Regions from separate parts of the Anser cygnoides genome. Here region 2 is linked to region 1. The links are chromatin contacts, called in public Hi-C maps. All regions are on one chromosome and are shown on one strand. Each heading gives the region's core, a stretch centred on a gene start, on an enhancer-like site or on the middle of the called end of the contact. The rest is flanking DNA. Distances are from core to core; before and after follow the strand shown. Region 1 holds the start of SRPK1 (SRSF protein kinase 1). Region 2 overlaps MAPK14 (mitogen-activated protein kinase 14).

Region 1 (3,800 bases), core at 773-3,272:
AAATAGCGTAAACGGTTCTGCAGCTGGGCCTCCAAATCAGAGGCTGACGCCGGGTCTTTTGCACTGTGCAACGTAAAGCATGAAGTGCCTGCGAGCTTCTTTAACTGCCAAGGTAAGATCTAATAAAACAGTGCTAGAAAACAGAGCTGAAGCATCTAGTTTCAGAAGGTAAGCACAACGTTTTACAAGCAGTATACTTCTCCCCTCAAAGCAAGGTTAGTGGCAAGATCAAGCAGCAGCACTGGACAGGACCTGCCCTAGCTATGCGGTTAAAGAGGATTCTTTATTTATTAAAAACACGCCGGCACTGGAAGCTATCATTCAACAACTTCAGGATTAACACGTAAACAGTCCTTGCCACTGCAAACATGGTCAGCATTGGTTGCCTGCAGCTGGACGAGGAAAAAAAAATGAAAGTAGGCAAGAAGAAAATGAAACACGTGATTATTCATTGGGAAATTAGGACACAAAGATCAAGGAGAAGCTCTTCAAAAACTGTGCTAAGGTTATCTTCAAGAGATACCAGAAAACGTACAAAACAGTGGGGAAATACAACACGCATCTCCCAGAGAGAGAGTAACGCTCTTCACCCCTCAGAGCCCTGCCTGAGAACAACCGAACCTTTTGCTGGAGACAAAACCAACCCGAGAAGTTCTAAAAAGACGTGGGATTTGTCAGAGGAAGTGACTAAGAAAGCGCTACGGGTCTGAAGACAGACACCCAGAACCTCCCGCCCACCCCGAGCCTCACTTCGTGCACCAGCAAGCGTAAAAGCTGGCGGGTACGGAGCTCCTACAGAAATAAAGGGCATTTACAGAACGGGCTCGGGGATTTACATCGCCGCTCACTGGGAAGGAATCCGTAAGCAGCACTGAATGCAGCACTTAGGGCGGCCCGCTGGAAGCCGTTGTTTAGCGTTTAGTCGAGATCCTTTAATTTTTTCCTATCTGCATCCAGCCGTTCACCGCACAGAAGGCCCTGCAGGGTTCCTGCGGTGGGAAGGAAGCCGCACGAGAGCATCAAAGTTAGAGAAGGACGCGAACGAGGCGCTCGGCTCCTGCGATAAGACTTTAAAAAGGGGGGGGGGGGGGGGGGGGGGAAGGAGCAAAGGGAGGCCGGTGCCTACCCCCAGCGGTCATGGGGCTGCTCTGAGGGGGGGGGAAATGGGCACCTACAGCCCCGGGCTGGGGCTCGGAGCCCCCTCACGGACCTCCGAGCGGCTCCAGGCGGCTCCGTTACCCCCCGGGGCTCCCCCCAACGGAACCACAAGCGGTAGGGGAGCGGCGGGGCCTCCCCGTCCCCGTGAGGAGGAGCCGAGACCTCCCCCCACCCCGAACCCGAGCCTCCCCCCTTGAGGCCCGGCCTCTCCCACCCCCCTGGAGGCCGAGACCCCCCCCCTCCGAGGCCTCCCCCCCGTTACGGTCCCGCCAGACGGTGCTGGGGGGGGCGAGCTCCGTGCCCCTCCCGCCCGCCCAGGAGCCCCCTGAGGAGACCTCGGGGGGGGGGGGGGGGGGGGGAAGGCCGGGCCCCCCACTCACTTCCTCTGCGCCTTCTCCTTCTTGGCCTTGGTCCGCTTCTTCCGGGCCTGCAGCGCCAGCACTGCGGGGAGAGAAGGAGAGGGCGGTGAGGGGGGCCGGCAGGGAACCGGGAGGGGTTACCGGGGAGGGGGGGGGGGGGGGGGGGGTTCGGGGCTCCCCTCCCGGCCCGCACCTTTCCGCTCCATGGCCGGCAGCCCCGTGGGCCCCCCGCGCATGCGCGCCGCCGCCTCCCCCTGCGCCACGCCGGGCCGCGCCGCGCACGCGCCGAGCTTCGCGCGCCGCCGCCGCCGCCGCCGCCGAGCCACCACGCCCAGCGCCGCTCCTGGCTCCTCCCCCCGGCCCGAGGCGCTGCTGCTGGAGGCGGAGCGAGCCGCGGAGGCCACGCCCCTCGCTCGCTGCAGGCTCCGCCCCCGCTCGCGCGCCGCGGGGAGGGGCTCGCAGGGAGCCGGCGCCGCCTCCGGCAGCGGCATGGCGCGGGGGGGGGACTGGGGGGAGGGGGCGGGGCGCCGCGCGTGTGACGTAACGCGGCGCGTGTGACGCACACGGGGCGGGGAATGGGAAAGGGCGGGACAATGAAGGGGGCGTGGCTTGGAGGAAAGGGGCGTGGCCAGGGGCGTGGCCAGGTGCCCGCGCCCGCGCCGGGAACGAGCGGGAAATGGCGGCCGGCTCGGGGGGGGGGGGAGGGGCAGAGCTGGGGGTTTTGGGGCAGGATCTGGGGATTTTGGGGACGAGTTTGGGGATTTGGGGGCCGGATCTGGGGCCGGGGCCCCCGCCGCAGTCCCCTGGGCGCGCGGCCGGGCTGGTGGCACGCAGGCGTTGGCACCACTGTCTCAGGGCGTTACACGTTTCCCGTAGAACTTCTCCGAGCCCCGTTCTGTTCAACACCATTTTAGTCCTAATAAAAGGGTCGTAGCTTTGTTAGGAGCGCTTGCTGTATCCCCTCGGGTTCCTACACTAAGGGGTTTTGGCCCTGCGCAGCCGCCCGGTGCTGCGGGGAAGCCAGCAGAGGGAGTCGCGGCCACCCAGCGGGGCCCTGAGCACGAGCGCTGCGCGTCCTCGACGCCTAGGACAGGGCATTTGAAAGCATGGCCGAGAGCAGGGGCCCTTTGGCATCAGGTTATAAGTGTTTTCCAGGGAAGGTAGGTACGCACGTGGGCGATTTTGGGAGGCAGAAAAGGCCTCTTCATAATTTGTAGGTTTTGCTTTATTACACGCTACGAGCTCTGGGAATGATGCGTGTAGTTCCTCTGAGCCCCTGCAAAGAGTTTTAAAGTGAGAAACTGCAGCACAAAATGTCATGGTATTAACGCGACACAGAAGGACAAGCTCACTCCTAATTTTCAGCCTTTGCACAACTGGGATTCCCAGTAACGGTGAGCTGCAAGACCTCAAGCACGATGCAGTCCCCCCCACTAGTATCCTACAGCAACTCTAGGAAAGTTCCTGCCTCGAAGTCCCAACAGAAACAGCACAAAAACTGCAGGGATCTCAGTACTCTGGCAGCCTCCTCCTGCAGAGGGATGTGGTGCCCCACATTTGTACTAAATGAGCGCTGCAGTTGGCTCTAACGAGGTGTAGCTCCCACCTGCCGGGGCTGCTGCTCTGTTCCATGCTTCCTGTGGCCCGGGGCCAGGTTTCTTCATGTGAGGACTTCACAGACGGCACGTGGCCAGATTGGGAAGGCAACACAGCAAAGCAAGGACGTAGACAGGGATCGCAGACCCTCGGACGCTTGCTTCCACCACCACGTGCCGTCACAATCTGAGCCTCGCGCAGAGGTCTCCTGCAGAAGCAAGATACTACTGGCGGGGGAAGGAGCACCTCCCCTCCTGCTAGGTTTCTTCCCTGACTCTTCTAATCTGGGGTAGCACTCTCAAAGGTTTGCCAGGCCCTAGCCCAAATCCAGCCCTCTTTCCCCAGACAGCCTGGCACTAGCAGAATGAATGCCCCCGAACTGTGCCCGTCCGTAACCGCTCCATCTGGTCCTCCCTCATAGCTCCCTGTGCGGCGTGACACCCCGCAGCACGCTGCCCTGAGAACTGCTGCTGCCGCCACGCTCCCTGCGGCTCCTGGGGCTCCTCCACTGCTTTACGTCTGCAGCCATTCATGCAGCGAAGCAGTGTGTTAATAAAACGCCAGCAGGGTTGGCAGCTTGCACGCGCTTTGCACGGTGTGTAACGATAACGTGCGTGGTGATGTTTTGGGATCTGTGTCCTCTAATTCGCGGTGCAATGGGAGAGCTGCCTGGGTTGCTGCAGCGTG
Region 2 (3,800 bases), core at 945-3,444, 45 kb after region 1:
TTTAAAAGAATTTAAATATTTAAACTGAGGTGTGAGATGCAACATCTGAGGGATGCTGGCAGTCCTAAACTTGCACAACTGTTTCTTTCACAAGAGTCAGTAAAAGGTATATGGGCTGTTTTAAGTGGCGCAGAGGAAAATCCAATTTAAATGAGCTAATTACGGTTATCGTAGCACCCCTGCTCCTTCTCCTACACCAGTAGATACAGTGATTTCATTTAAGCATTGATAACTAGGAGTTGGCAATTCAGCTGCTAAGCTAAATCCCGTTAGATACATTAGATTTACTCTGAGGTTTTGAGTAGGTAGGAGTTGGCCAAGCAACTTGAGAAGTGAGAAATTAGTTCAGCTGTTCTGACAAAGTACTGCTTCCAGGGGCTTTACATTTTATATGGAAAACTTGAAACCAAGATTTCCATTAAGATAAAGGTTTTAGCAAAGTGTTGGCGATTTCCTTCGTATACGGTTTGCCAGTATCACAGGAACGCTGCATTTAAAAGAAAAAGCAACCCCCAAACCAGTCCCTTGGTAGGTGCAAAGATGCTTTTACGTAAGTAGTATGTGAGTTAAAAGATGTTCTCAGAAGGAATTGTAACTGCATCTGCAAACATCAGGAAGACATTAATCCCAGAAGAAAACATTAGTATATAGACTGCTTTTATTGAAAGGAAAATTTGTAACTAGCTTGATAGGCTTTTGAGGGCAAATATAAACATTACGGACAGTCTGGAATCACCAGTGGGGTTTGAAGGACAGCACGGAGGATAACTTGGAGAAGAAGGGAGATTATTCTTTTAATGACTTTAAAAAGATACCTCCTTACTATCTGGGGTTTTAGACACATAACTGTCTTTAATGTTTTTTTCATCGAGTGTGTGTTTTGTCACATATCCCAAATACTGATTTTTTTTTTTTTCTGCCTATTTAAGAGGGCAGCTCAGAATGGTAAGTGGCCTTGTGGAGGCTGTTTCCTGGATTAAAACACTCTTTGCATCTGCAGTGCTGTGACCCAAGAGCTTTCTAGAGGAGAGGTCTTAGATCTGAGCCTACCTTGTCCTTCGGGTGCTTCTCGCCTCCTGCCCTGCAGCAGCTGGAGGGAGCCAGCACCCTCTGCCGGCCGCAGAGCCCCATCCTCCAGCGGCTGCTGTGGGTGCGAGGAAGGGGTCCGGGATGCCAAAAATCCCTACCGCAGCAAAGCTGTAGGTGGTGAGCAGGGTCCAGTCACGTTCTTAACTCTCAAATTTTCTGCGTGGCTGAATTATCTTATAAGGTGTTCACAAAAGGCCTCGACTTTCTTAATACTAGTGCTTACACTTTTCAGTCTTCTGCTTTGTCTGTTACTAATCCAGCCTAATCCTGCTGACTGCTTCTACTTTGGTGTGGGGCTAACAGGGTGAAGTGAGCATGTAAAGCCATCCTTTGCCAGTGGGGCAAAAAGCTTGGGCTTGTGCTCCGCGATGGGTAGGGATGCAGTGACCAGCTCGATGCATGTGGTGCATTGCTAGTCGAGTTGTTCAATCTGTCTAATACAGATGGAGCTGTGTAATAAGTGGGTATGCAATTTTGTTCGAGAAGAATGAATACAGTTTGCTTAAAATAGCTTTTCAGTTGAGGCCTTGGCAGGCATTAACTTTCAACATTAATAGGCTGATATTTTGCGCGCTTTTCATTTTGATTTGTCCCAGCATTTTCCTTTATGGTCCATCATTAGATATTGATCAGTTGAAGCTCATTTTGAGACTCGTTGGAACCCCAGGGCCTGAGCTTTTGAAGAAAATCTCCTCAGAGTCTGTGAGTTTACACTTTGATTGTAATATCTGCCCTTTCGGAAGTCCCAAGTTTGTGTGTTGCCCTCCTGTAGTCTGTCAGTAGTATATGTTGAGATTTCTTTTTGTATTTTTCTTTTGTCATTCTTCACTCTTGGATGGCTTTGAGTTCATATGCTGTGTGTATCTGATCTTTATTTCTGTTAACTCTGCCTGTGGTATGATTTCTTCATTCCATATTCTGTTTTTACTGCTTCGTGACTTTTTTTTTTCCAGTTTGTGGGTTTATACTTTGTGATATATTGTATGATCAGATGCTGCTGGGAAAGTATTTTTCACAGCTAAGAACTTGAGGCTTGTCTCAATTATTATTTCTCCAGATTGCCTACCCAAGGATCTTTCTGGGGAGGGAAACTGAACAAGAGCAAGTGTTACCTTCTAGACACGCACAGTCCCTTCTGTAGTATGGTTAATTCCTGAAACACTGCTGCAACCATCTCAGGCTTTTGTAGCATAAGAGCTAAAATGCCTTTTAGGTGCTTTTACGTGTATGGGGCCCTTTTGTCAAGATAATCACAAAAAGCTTTCTACAGTCTCCTTTTTAAAGGGCAACATCTACTTCCAGCCATATTGCCATGTCCTCATTGTTTTAATCTTGGATTGTGAACTTCTGCAAAGACAGTTTTAAATGGCATTCGTTTTTTACCTGTTACTGAAAGTAAAGTGCAGAAAAGGCAGAGCAAAGGATGGCGTAACAGCACAGATTAATGAGTCAATCTGTAGTGGGCAATGAACTCGTTTACAGGTAACTGAGGACGTACTTCAGCAAGTCGCTCGCTGCTGTTTCTGTTAAGCAACAGGGTCAGCGTGGTGGAGAGCAGTAAGATAATTTTGTGCTGCACCTCATGTTCTTTCTCGTGTAACACTTATGGTAAATGTGAGGTTAGCCTTGAATTACATTTCAGGAAGGTAGAAGTAGCGCAGGTTGGAACGGATTGGTAGATTGACCGAATATCACACCAACTTCAAACATCCAGGGGCGTCTCTTGGAATGGTAGAAATGATTAACGCAGGTCACTGGGGCTGCCTGCGAGCTGACCTTTTGGGACTCTGAGGAAGGGTAGGCTGGTATTTGAAGTACAGCAGATTAGTGAGAGAGACAAGCTTTAAAGGTTGGCTAGGTTAAGCAAAAGATTAGTTTGTATGCGTAAGATTTAAACGATCTTTTTTCTTTAGTATCGTGCAATAAAAAGAATAATTGATCTTAGCCAGGTTCAAATCAAGAGCGTTTTTTAAAAATGCAATAAAGTATTGTCTCTACTAAATTTTTCCATTGTACAGAGATAGCAAAACTATTTGAGGGCCTTAAATGTGTCACTGTAAGAAATTCTGTATTTGTTTTTCTGCTGCATTACTTTGGTATCCTCTTACTTTCTCTGTCCTGTTCACTGGCATCAGCTAACTCTTATGTCTTATGCAATGCTAATGTTTTGCTAATTTTGCACTTATTGCCTTCTGTCACTTCGCCCACATATCAAAGTGCATTCAAAGCTGTTTAGAAGGAGGTGTTAGTTGTAAGCTGATTTCACTTTGCACCACAAGGAACTTAAATACTTTCTATGCAGGAAGAAAAAAGCTGGTAACTAGTGCGGAGGATATGATTTTTGTTTCTGTTCTAATTCTGTTCTCTAATTTCGTTTTCCTGAGGCTTTATGTAGCTGCAGCAGCCTAGGAAAATTTTTGAGGAGTAGATTCATCCAAATAAAATGTCTACTCCAGTGGCTTAAAACTGCTGGGAAATGTGAAAGCAACCATGTTGTAGTGTAATGCTACTTATGGCAGACAGAAATACTCCTTTCTGTATTGACGCTGTTACCAACTTAATAATTCTCCATTGTTTTAAGTGTTCACTGGTGCAATTGCTAAACTTTCACAAGTATTTGATGGGGAAAAAAAAACAGTAGACCCTGCCTGTTTGGCATGTGCCTTGTGATTGGCAGAAGAGATGCTTTGTATGCAGCTGTTTTCTGTTTA

The links. A called contact is a pair of places that touch in the nucleus more often than the background predicts.
Region 2: a contact with region 1 is called in a Hi-C map of liver, with 12 times the contacts expected there. The contact joins the enhancer-like site here to the promoter of SRPK1 in region 1. A contact is called at or near these places in 3 of 7 Hi-C or Micro-C datasets (all in liver).

The regions. Positions count from the first base shown.
Region 1 is chr25:1,897,118-1,900,917 of Taihu_goose_T2T_genome, forward strand. SRPK1 (SRSF protein kinase 1) reads right to left here and starts at 2,023. Exons shown (of 16, transcript XM_066983105.1): 1 at 1,711-2,023; 2 at 1,539-1,599. The coding sequence starts at 2,008.
Region 2 is chr25:1,941,952-1,945,751 of Taihu_goose_T2T_genome, forward strand. MAPK14 (mitogen-activated protein kinase 14) reads left to right here. Exons shown (of 11, transcript XM_066983143.1): 8 at 1,712-1,791. LOC136786946 (a long non-coding RNA gene) reads right to left here. Exons shown (of 2, transcript XR_010826589.1): 2 at 1,660-3,800. Among named protein-coding and RNA genes, the nearest start is that of MAPK13, 6.1 kb to the right of the region's middle. Within about 2 kb of position 2,195, at least 1 of the 3 cell types and tissues checked has open chromatin away from gene starts, as enhancers often do. A contact at or near this core is called in liver, where this site is marked.